2 separate regions of the Cricetulus griseus genome follow, and region 1 is linked to region 2. Evidence: chromatin contacts called from public Hi-C data. All regions are on one chromosome and are shown on one strand. The core of a region is the stretch at or near the end of the contact, and the rest is flanking DNA. Distances in the headings are between cores, read along the strand shown. Region 1 overlaps Epb41l4a (band 4.1-like protein 4A). Region 2 holds the start of Epb41l4a (band 4.1-like protein 4A).

Evidence for each region. A called contact is a pair of places that touch in the nucleus more often than the background predicts.
Region 1: a contact with region 2 is called in a Hi-C map of the CHK-Q cell line, with 2.7 times the contacts expected there. The contact joins the enhancer-like site here to the promoter of Epb41l4a in region 2. A contact is called at or near these places in 2 of 8 Hi-C or Micro-C datasets (the CHK-Q cell line and fibroblasts).

Annotation. Positions count from the first base shown.
Region 1 is chr2:203,599,694-203,605,986 of CriGri-PICRH-1.0, forward strand. All of the region lies in intron 14 of Epb41l4a (band 4.1-like protein 4A), which reads left to right. Among named protein-coding and RNA genes, the nearest start is that of Epb41l4a, 150 kb to the left of the region's middle. Within about 2 kb of position 3,523, at least 2 of the 6 cell types and tissues checked have open chromatin away from gene starts, as enhancers often do.
Region 2 is chr2:203,448,996-203,454,639 of CriGri-PICRH-1.0, forward strand. Epb41l4a (band 4.1-like protein 4A) reads left to right here and starts at 1,631. Exons shown (of 25, transcript XM_035440209.1): 1 at 1,631-2,143; 2 at 2,493-2,569; 3 at 2,698-2,927. The coding sequence starts at 2,829.

The DNA of each region.
Region 1 (6,293 bases), core at 2,273-4,772, 150 kb after region 2:
GTTTCTAGTCTGAGTATTCGTTCTCATGCTTACCAGTTTTTCTATTGGTGGACCTTGTGCTGTTCAGATTTTTTTTGTATTGGTGGTACATACTATTTCTTTAATAAAGCCACCCAATCAGTCAATTTTAATGTTTGGTGCTCAAAGCTCACTGGATTTTCTTGCAAAACATCTCTCTTGGGGCATTGTCTGGTTCTCTCCGAGCACTTTCACATACAGCACCTCCTTTAAGCCACAAGATAACCCTGGAAGGAGGGCACAGTGAAAAAAAGCATATTTACATTTTATAGTGGAGGAAAACATGGTCCTAGGAGCTATAAGGAGGTGGGGGCTTTCTGTTTAGGGATAGGAGCCCTTTTCTCCTGGGTCTTTCTGCTGTATTCTTTGAAATGAATTGTTAATAGTAAGAATCAACATCTAGCCATTGTGTGAGAGCTGGTGTAGCCAGATTACCTTCCTGCCTTCCTGTCCTTTTCCCCTCCCCCCACCCACTGTTCAATTCCTTCCTTCCTTTCTAAGGCAGAATCTGTCTTTATAACCCTGGCTGTCCTGTAACTCATTATGTAGGCCAGGCTGGCCTCAATCTCACAGAGATCGTCCTGGATCTGCCCCTCGAATGCTGGGATTAAAAGGTGTTTTTCACCAAGCCCAACTTGATGTATCATTTTGACATTCACCTCTCATCCTAGCCTCACATTAAACCCATGAAGGAAGTGGATGAGTTTGTTGTGTGATTCCTGGATGTAGGAATGAGACCTGATTTACCATTTCTAAAGTCATTTTCATCTGTCCGACTTTAGGTTTCCTCTTCCAATTGGTCTTGGAGACACAGTGCTTTTTGATGATTCTGTAGTGACAAAAATAAGTTTGCAGTAGATTTAAATTTGCAGTAGAGTGCCTTACTATAACTCCCATTTCACTGAGAAGGGCCTAACATTCCAGAAACAGTTGGGTCAAGATTACTGTGGAGCAGATCTGCTGTGCACAGATTTTACTGCTTCTTGTGAGCCCAGTGAGATGGAACACACTCAGGCAGTCACACAAAATGCATGCATCACTTACTACTTACGAAGCGAGAGGCATAAGAAGCCTAGAAACCCCTGTGAGCTGGGGTCTCCAGACTTAGCAATGCTTCATGGGGCAGGTAGTATCTTAACTTGAGTTTGCCTCACTTCTGCCACACCTGGGGGACTCCAAAGACAGCACAACTCTGTATTCTGTGATCAGATGGTCACACGGGGCACTGGGCTAAAGCTTTGATAGGCATGTATCATGAGAGAAGAGGAGGAAAGCCCCCAGGCTGCCCTGGGAAGGACCTCTAACTCGGGATGTCACCTTCCCTGGGAGGCACAGGAACAGGGGCTGGGTGTGTCAGGCACTCCCAGCACATGGCATTTCCCAAACGTTCTACAGTTAGCTTTGAATGGGGTTGGTCATTGGTCACCCAGAGAGCTTCTGCAAGCACATAGTAATTCAGTTAAGTCGGTGTCTTAGGCATACACTTCTAGTCTTCTAACGGCTAGTCTCGGGTTTTGTTTTAACATTGTACTATCTTTTTATGTGAGTAATGTAAAATCCCACTGGGCTAACCATCCCGTGCTTAAGCTCAGTAAGCAAGCTTTCCACTCTGTTGTACTTCTGAAACACCATAAACACCATCTCCTTCCCATCTTCACCCCTTTGATGTTTCTTTTTGTCACTATTTTTAACTCACAGAGTCTAATTAATGCTACACATATGCATATAGGTGTGGGATAACACACACACACACACACACACACACACACACACACACACACACACACACACACACACACCGGTCCCAACGCATGCATGCAAGGGTGGCTTTCCAATGCCCGCACTCCTGTGGAAGGAGCGTGTTGGTTGGGTCCTAAGTTGAAGCAGATATTTGAAGAGAACCCTCTAGTCTTACCCTCAATGATCACTGTGAGCTTTCCTCTCCAGCCTCCACAGCTCCCAGGCGCTGTGGAGGAGGGCCATCCCTGTGAAGCTGCTCTGAAAGAGACTGAGAAGGTGGGATCTACAATAAGGCTTCCTAAAATTCCAGCTGCCCAGAGCGTCCACCTGGCCAGCCTGTGCCCTCCTCCCTCCCACACGGTTTCCCCAGTACAGCCTTTCACTCAGGTCACTGTTGCTAGGACACAGTCATCAACAGCCGACTAGGAAAGAAGCAGTAGTTCTCATTTGTTAACTTTTTTTTTTTTAACTAGGCTATGGATGTAGTGTAGTTTAAAGTATATCAAGCCCTTGATTTTATTCCTAGAGCTGGAAGAAGAAGAAGAGAAAAAAAGCTTAAATTTTACTGGCTAAAAGGAAACAAGGTATTACCTTGCTAAAGTTATTTAAAATACTTGAAAAAATTTGATCATTAAAATGGCGGAGGATGATTCTTACTTTTGTAGTGTTGGGCATTGAACCTAGGACCGCGTGCTTTACCACTGAACTATATCCCCAGATTTGTTTCTTTTCAGTTTTTATTTTGGGAGACTGAAGAGATAGATGGCTTAGCAGTTAAGAGTAATTTGTTGCTCTTCCAGAGGATCTGAGTTTGGTTTCCAGCACCCATGTAAGGTGGCTCACAACCAGCTCCAGGGCCGCATGCAAACATACACACTTATATATAATTAAAACTTAATAATAATAATAAATCTTTTTAAATTAAAATTTTGTTTTTGTTTTGAGTCAGGGTCTTGGTAAATTGTTTATGGTAATTTTGGACTGTCCTACTAGACCAAGCTTAACAATTTTTAAAATAGGGACTATGGTGGGTTTGTCGTTGTTGTTGTTTTGTTTTGTTTTTTGAGACAGGGTTTCTCTGTATTGTTTCGGAGCCTGTCCTGGAATTCATTCCTGTAGACCAGGCTGGCCTCAAATTCACAAAGATCCTCCTGCCTCTGCCTCCCGAGTCCTGGGACTAAAGGGGTACACAACCAATGCCTGGCCTTTTGTTGTTGTTGTTGTTCTTTTGGGGTGCCTGGCCTTTTGTTGTTGTTGTTGTTCTTTTGGGGTGGTGGTTTGGGGTTTTTGGTTATTGTTTGTTTTTTAGGACTTGCCCTGTATCTGGCAGAAGTGGAGTTATAGTTTAGAGAAGACATAGGTTCTTTTTTACTTTAATAAGGCCAACTACTATTTCTTATAGATCAAATCCTCTTATATGATCACAAATAAAGTTTTAGAACTACAATTCTTGGAATCATCAGCCTGTATTCTCACTTCTCATTTCACATTTTTTTTTATTAATAACAAGTAGCAATCAACTGGAGACTGTTGTTGCTAGCTTGTGTTTTTAGCATACATGCACCACTTTTTACTTCAGAAGTTATCCCTTTATTCCTTTGGAAGAGAAAACAGATCAGTCTGAGTAGATGACTTGCCCCATTTAACCCGCTCTCCGTGAGTGTAAAGAGTCTTGGACTCACCTCTCAGTCAGGAGTAATCCATGTCTGGTAGCTTAAAGGTCATTGTGTTTGGAATCTGCCAAGCATAGGTCTTGGCCACCTCTATGAGGAAGTACATTCCAGAGTCAAGATTCTGCACCCCACAGCCTGCAGTCCCACCCAGAGGAGTTCAGTGCCAGGGCAGGCGGCCAGAGCATTCCAAAAATCAGAGCTGCTTCGGTGGCTAGAGCCCCAGTGTATGGAGAGGAAGGGAGGTGGCAGGCAGGAAATATGCATATTTGCACAGCCCTGTCTCTGATAAGGTCTTGGCAGCTCAGGCAGGTGGGCTCTTGTGAGAAGTATCTGCTGTTATGTAGGCCATAAGGACAGAATATTTAGGTAGAATCCAGAATTAGATGTAAGGGAAATAGTGGTGAAGCCAATTGCACTGTCAGCAGTGCTGTGATTCCCTGGGGAGACATTTAATTTCTTAGAAACATTCCACTGAAGGACAAAGGAGTTGCAGTATCATCTAGATCACAGAGAGCAAGACAGTGGTTAGGAGCACTTGCTGCTCTTGCAGGGGATGGGGTTTGGGTCCCTGTACCTGCACGGCAGCTTATAACCTCTGTGTAGGGGACCCGATGCTCTCTTCTGTCCTCTGTGGACACCTGGCATGATCATGGTACACACACATACATGCAGGCAAATATTCATACTCATAAAATATTTTTTTAAGGCAAGACAGTGTCATTACTCTTCAAGTTGTGTGGAAGGGACCATGGACACCATGACCAAAAGGTTGTGAGGGTTGTTGGGCTGGGCATGCAAGCAGACAGCCATGGCCATGGTCGCAGAATAAGTCCATTATGTGTTCATGATTCTTCCAGTGTTGTAGGAAGCACAAAGTGTGGATATTTATGTATACGTTTTAGAATTTAAAATATTAGTAATTGATTTCATTTAGAAAAAAACAACTATGTGCTAAATCTGAGTGACAGATTTGTTTTATAGACTGCCTTTTTGGGATCCTAGATTGGAAGAGTTAGGGTAAATGGTTGACTTACTACATGGTTATGAGATGCCTCCACCTGTCTTGGGGCTCCCAATGGGCTTCTTTGGTAACCCCTGGGAGAATCATAATCCCTGTCCTACTCCATCACTCTTGGCATGAACACTTGGTTATTAGTAGGTTGGTCAGCCAACTACAGGGAAAGATGTTGCCACAGCTCAGGACCACGGCAAATGATTTGCCTGCGGGTAGCGACTGGCATGTCTGTTGGAGACATGAGGTAGGTCCAGCCAAAACAGTCGATACAGAAAAAGCTTTGGATGAAGCAAAGAACAGTTTCACCTACTGCAGTGTAGCTCTGGACTGCTGAAGAGGCAAGTCAAGAAAGAGACATTTACTAGGTCAGCAGAAGCCAGCAGAGTGAATAACCATCAGGCAGAGAAAAAAGGAAACTGTGTGAATGGGGTATTCATCAATCCAAGGCGTATCATTAACTCAAGGAATTGTCGATCTAGTAAATACAAGAAGCCAGACCTGGTTAATCTGCATTTGGCCTCAGAGGTCCATGTTACTAAGTGTTTAGTGTTTAAAAAGCACATAACTACCTTGAGCCTCTGTTTCTTCATCTGGCAAGTGGGGATATTAACCCTGCCTCCTGGGTTATTGTCCTGGAGATGGTGTTTTAAACATGTTGAACATCTTATTGTGCTTTAGTGGGGGCTTGGTGCACTTTAGTTTTTTTCTGAAATCCACCCTTCACTCTTTGAATTATACTTATGATGCGGTCATACAAAGGATAATATGGCTGTTACGGGACTATGGGCAGTGGACAATGGGGGATGAGACAATGGGGGGCATTTAAGTACAATGTCTGGGGATGGAGAAGGAAATTGGGGACTTTCATGTCACTGAACAAGAGTCAGTATTAACAGAATATAAAGGAAGAGGGTAGTTCAGGACACAGTCTGGGTTTTTTCCCTCCCTTTGTCTTTTGAGATAGGGTTCCAGGCTGGCCATGGACTCATAATCTTCCTACCTTAGCCTCCAAAGTGCTGGTATGAACATTATTAGGCATTGTCCCCCTTATTGTCTTCCTACTTTTTAGAGTAGCCTTTAGTCCAAGTTGATTTCTTGGTGGTAAGAAAACACTGTTAAGTTTAACATCTTTACACTCTCATTCACTGTGTTGTAGACAGTTCTCTACAACAGTTTTCTCTTGTAACACTGAAACTTTGTTCTCACAAACACTCCATCCCGACAACTGCCTTTCTGCTTTCTCTCACACTCCCCTTCAAATGTTCATTGTTCTCTTCCTGTAGGGATTTTCTACGACTGAATTGGAAAATAGCTTCTTAGAAGGCATTTGTAACAAGGGCCTACTTTACAGCTTCTGTTTATAACAGGGACCTACCTGACAGTTTCCAAGTTCCCATAATTGATCATATCTGTGCTGGTGGCTTCCCTACTTGAAGGAATTAGTTGTTAGTCCTACTGGGTGCATTTTCACATCAAGCAGACAGTAGAAAGAGAACAGACAAAGATAGGATGAAGCCAAAGGCTGCAGAGAGGGGAGACCACATTGTTGAACAAACAGACAACACGGAAATACCAGGGCTTTGGATGAAGAAATTCTTAGTAAGCTCAACAACTTCACCTGTCTAATATGAGCAGGCTTTGTTGTAGGCACATCGTAACTACCTTAAATATAGTATAAATATAGTTGGCAACTGACCTAGAAATACACACTGTGTCCAGTACTATGTATCTGTCAAAAGAAATCTGAGAATAGGGTTTGAACTTGTATGTTGGTACAATTCCACAGCTCCATGATACTTGCCATGAAAGGCCAGGCTCTACAAGGTGCCCATCAAGGGAAGAGAATG
Region 2 (5,644 bases), core at 381-2,880:
AGCTTAGTTACTTTATTTTATAATGTTCAAAACATGAAACACCCAAATGAATGGAAAAATAAAAAAACATACATAATACACACACACACACACACACACACACGTGTGTGTGTGTGTGTGTGTGTGTGTGTGTGTGTGTGTGTGTGTGTATGCATAATGGAATGCAACCGAGCAATAAAATTTAGTGAACTATATTTATACAACATGCATAAATCTCAGAATAATTGTATTGAGTGAAGCAGACCAGACCAAAAAAGGAGTTGACACTGTGTGAATCCACTATATAAGCTTGAGAAAGTGTAGATAATCTATAGTGACAGAAAGCAGATCTGTGGGTGCCTGGTAGGGGAGGTGTGGGAGGGAATACAAGCATGCTGGAGTAAATCAGAGATGATTTCATTTATCAGCTTGATTATGGTGATGGTTGCATGGGTGCATATATGTCAAAATGTAAGTTGTATACTTTAAATATATGTGGCTGTGGTGTATCAGTTATACTCAGTAATGTGACTAAAAATTTGCAGAATTTTCTTATCCTAATGAGGATAAGAAAATATACATAAGATAAAAATAAATAATTAAAAACTCAGATTTTAAATTTTCTTATCTCCAATCTCCGATAAAGAGATGGAAAAGACAATGTTTCAATAAGGACTGTTGTATGTATGGAATGTCATGATTTTGCTACGGAATTACTGCCCCACCACCAACTCGGCCTTTCCATCAGTGCCAACGGACAAAAACCCCAAATCAAAGGACCATAGAACAGGTAACTCATGACTTTTATTACTACTATTTTTTAAGTTTTACAGGCTTAGATGATTTTGCTGCATATTGTGGTAAAGAAAGAAAAACATTGAGATCTCTTACATTTGGCGTTTAATGGCAGGAAAGCTGTATTGCAGAAAACCCTCCATAGTGAGATGCTTAAAACGAAGAGGTTTAAGTTGGATAAACCTTTTGCAGTAGAACCCAAAGTTGTATACAGGATTTGACTAGAATCTCAAAGCCTGTTTCAGTTTCCAGAAACGTTGGAAGATAACGTATATCTCAAAGTTGGGCAGAGAAAAGTGAGGTTTTATACAGAAGTCCTTCATGGAAATCACTGTTGTCAACTGTGCCCAACTGTTGCAAAACTGTTTTTACTGCGTTGCTGCAGACACAAAGTTTTTTACTTAAGTAGGTTTTTGTTGTTGTTGTTTTGTTTTTTTTGTTTCGACTATTCAGGCTAACAAGTGGTAGAAGAGGGAATTTCTACCCGATGCCAAGTTCTTTCTCTTTCTAGTTGTCAATACCAGAGTTCTGCTTCTGCAAGGCACCTCCCGCAGTGCATGCTTCCCTTAGCCTCCTGTGACTGCTATTGGCATTAATTCGCTGCTGCTTCCCAGCTAGACAGCTCAGATTGCACCTGCTCCCAGGGCCAGCGGGGGTCCCGTGTCTTCCACAGTCAGCCGGTGTTGCCTGTGCACGGACACCGGGACCCACCAGGGGTCACTGCAGCCTCAGAGCTATTGTGCCCACCAGTGCCTGGCCGCGGCCCGCCGCGCGGAGGGCGTGGGACTGGGACGGCAGAAGGCAGGGGTCGGAGCAGAACTGCGCCCTGGCGGCCTAGAGCCAACCTCCAGGTCTCCCAGGGAAACGAACGCAGTGACCTGGCGACGGCCGCGCGGCTCCGGCGCAGCGCACGCGTTCTCGCTGGGACCTGGCGGCACCGCGCCAGACTGACCACCTCCGCCCCGCCCTCCGCACCCAGCGCAGACCCCGCCCAGAAGGGGCGCTCGGGTCGTCGTCCGGCGGATCCTGCTTCAGCTTGGTGGCTTTTTTGCGGTCGCCCTGAGTCCGGGGCCCTCTGCACCTGGGTCGCTCCCGCCCAGGGCCCCGCCCCGCGCGCCGCCAAGAACTTTCCCTGGAGCCTCGGCGGCCTGGGTGCCGGGGTACTGTCGCGCCGGCCGCTCGCTCGCCCGCCCGCAGGTCCTCCGACGCCCGGCTTTTCAAGACGTTCGTCAGGAGCGGCGTTCGGTCCCCGAGGCAGGGCGTTCGGGAGAGGAGAGCTTGAACTTGGCCATCTCCGCGGGATGAGTTCGGGGACCCTCAAACGGAAGCCGCGGCCCGCGACAAGCTGACCTCCCCTCGGCTGGTTTCGGTGAGGAGCCCTGACCGGTCCTCCGCGCTCCGGGGCTGGCTGTGAGAGTGGCGGGGGGAGTGGCGACCTTCGCCTCTGGCGCTGCGTCCCGGGCTGGGGGGTCGTGGCCACCCCCGACACAAAAGAGAAGCTGAGCGCTTTCTGCTCTTGTCTACCTTGTCGGGGCTGGGTGGGTGTGGGGCGGCGTCGGCGCTGGCAGTGTGCGCCCGGTGGGGACTCTGGAGCTGCGGCAGGGGAATCGCTGCGCAGTACTGAGGGGCGTCCAAGCCCAGGGAGGGTCTGGAGCGCCCGGCTCGCCCTTTTCGTGTCTCTGACCGGCCGCCCCTAACTAGGCGACTCCTGTCTCCAGGTCGCCGCCCCAGTCTTCAGAAGAGGAGCCACAGCCGCAGGATGCGCGGGGACACGCCGCTCCCGACGCCCAGTTCGGTGGGTGCTTCCCGGGAGGCTCCGGGTTCCTGACGCTCCTGGGGCGCGCTCGCCCTCCCGCCTCCGCTCTCCGAGCTTTTCGGGGTGACCTCGGCTCGACCGCAGGACCCTAACGCTCCCCCCCCCAGGGCCCCACCCAGACCCGCGTCTCTCGTCCTCTCCACGGCGCGCACAATAAATTAATGCTTCGCGCTTGAGGGAGGAGGCGGCGGGCACCGCGGTCGCTGCTCTCGCCTGGCTGGAGACGCTTTCAGCCGACATGGGCTGTTTCTGCGCGGTTCAGGAAGAATTTTACTGCGAAGTTTTGCTCCTGGACGAGTCCAAGCTCACCCTCACCACCCAGCAGCAGGGCATCAAGGTAGGCACGGCCGGGGCACAGTGCGGGGGCTGCGACGTGGGGGTCCGCGGCTTTGTCTCAAGACTGTCACTGGTCTATCCCGGCCGCCGGTGGAAAGGCGGGGCAGCAGCCCGCGGCCTCAGACAGAGAAGGGGGTCTGTGGGGATGCGCTAACTTGGAGTTGCCTAGAAAAGTAACTGCTGTCTTGAAGGGTCTTCGACGCCCCAACTTCCAGCAGCAATTCGAGGTCCGGCGAGGGAGACAGAGTCTGCCCACTCCCTGGCTCCCCCAGAAGCTCTTAGGCCCCTTTCAGCTCCCAGACAGGCGCAGAATTGAACGGACAGGCTGCACCCCACTCGGGTGCTGGAGGCGTGCTTCTCTGCTTTATGGAAGCCCCCCTACCCCCCACCCCGGTAGTATTCTTGGGGGAAGTAAACTAATGCATTCACTCGCTGAAACATTTGTCAGGTGGTTGTGATTGTGTTCCCCGGATTTGTAGCTGGGGAATGCTACATTTGCCCCCGAAAACAATTTTCTTTCATCTTAGTGAGCTGGTTTTATTTCCACATTTAAGTAAACGTCTCACAAAGCAAATCCATGATCGGTTTGCTCCTGTTTGTAGTCATCAAAAATGTATTGCTGCTTCTCACCTAGAAAGCCTACGAGCTTGCACCCAACCCACTTCCTTAATTTTAATGAGTGCATTTTTTTTTTTTTAATACTTGACAACCTGAGGATGCGCCTGCGCGTTTGTTTCGCTTTTCCAACAGTTTAACTACCAAGGAGCCAGGAATACCGTGTGTTTTGTTTGCCTTTCTCCTTCTCCATCAGTATTAAACCACCGAGTCATTTTAGTTAAGGCAGCTGTGGAGTCTGCAGGTCGTGTGTGTCTGCCCCCCCGCCCCCCCCCCGCCATCCCCTGCGCGTCCGGGAGCTGGGTGTCTGGTGATAGAGTTCATGATGCCTCCTCTTTCCCTTTCCTAGTCCTGTCGTTTCACAAGTTACCCGCCTGAGGTAGGTTCTGGGCATTTCCTTGGGCGAGTCTGTTTTGATTACCTTCATGCCCACCAGAAAAACTGTTCCTGGCTAGAAGCCTCTTCGTGGATGCCGCCAGTTTGGTCATACAGAATTAGAATTTCATGGGTGTAACCCTCTTGCAGAACAAAGGCCAAAGTGACCAATTAAAGCTAAAACACTTTAGGTCTTGCTTTGGAAAATCGTTTTAAGTAGTGTTCCTCAGCAATTATAATAAGCAAAATTGAATCAAATTCTCATCTTTTGGTCTTTCCCAAGAGCAATAAAACAGTATTTGGAAGGACAGTGTTGGCTTTATATTTTTAACTTTTCTCTATGGACATAGACACAACACCCTCAGAGCCTATGGAAGCAGGGGGAAACAAAACCTTATTGCACAATATGATAGAACATTTTGTTGTGAACAAAATAGGCCAAAATAAAAACAACAAAAACAAGAAAAAAGGGACAGTTCTGGGTAATGCAGACAGATTCCCTGGTGTGGGAACAATCAGAGAACAATAAGTTATCATCTGATCCTAAGCCAGCAAAGAGCTTTTTCTGAAGTGCAAAGGATACACGCATCTGGGAACTAGAGTCATCTGCAGCAAGAGCTCCCCGTTTAATCATGAAAGCCATGCCCCCATCAGCTGTGGCTTGTGTAGATTATTCTGTCAGGAGAGCAGCCAAGACTTGGGATCAAATAGAGTAGTAAGTTTGTTAAAGAAATGTGAGTCCAAAGTCCTGATCCATACTTACTTTTAGCAAATCCATAGTATTTACCTTGTTTTTCAAATGGGTTAAAAGTTGGTGAGTGAGTCGTAGGCAACAACAACTCGAGGGTAGTGTTATTTTGGCTGAATGCCTTGTAACTAACTAAACAGTATTTAAAGCAGGCTTTGGTTGGAAGTAATCGTTCTTACCACAAGCGTGGCCTCTTTTGGTGTCACAAAAGCATGCCATGCTGATTTTGATGTCCGTGTGTGTAACACAGATGTTGTCTGTGGGGTTAACCACATTATCTACAACTTCTATATCTCCTTAAACATGTGTGCATTAGGGCCTATCTACCTGTGGCATGTGCTAAATTAAGCGTTTGTATGTTTACCAGTGGTATGAGGTTTGCAAAAGCATCTTCTGTGTAAATGGTACTCAGACATTGATTAAACACATGTGCTATGCTATACATAATTGATTTTTTTTTTTTTTTTTTTTTTTTTTTTTTTTTTGGTTTTTCGAGACAGGGTTTCTCTGTGTAGCTTTGGAGCCTATCCTGGCATTTGATCTGGAGACCAAGCTGGCCTCGAACTCACAGAGATCCGCCTGCCTCTGCCTCCTGAGTGCTGGGATTAAAGGCGTGCGCCACTAACGCCCGGCCCCATAATTGACTTTTTAAAACATCCTATTACCCTTCCCATGTTATGATATACATGTGTCAATTACTCCATATGCATATTTGAATGTTGTTTATTTTATGTGTTGATGTTTTCCCTGCATACATGTCTTAAGAGGCTGTCTGATCCTTTGGAATAGGAATTATAGATGGTTGTAAGCTTCCATGTGGGTGCTGGGAATTGAACCTGGTCCTCTGGAAGAGCAGCCAGTGCTCTTAACTGCTGAGCCATCTCTCCAGCCCCAGTTACTGTATATTAATTAGATAAAATTAGCTCCCACTTTAGTTCACAGGTGAACAATTACTTCATACTCAGTAATCAATAGCTACG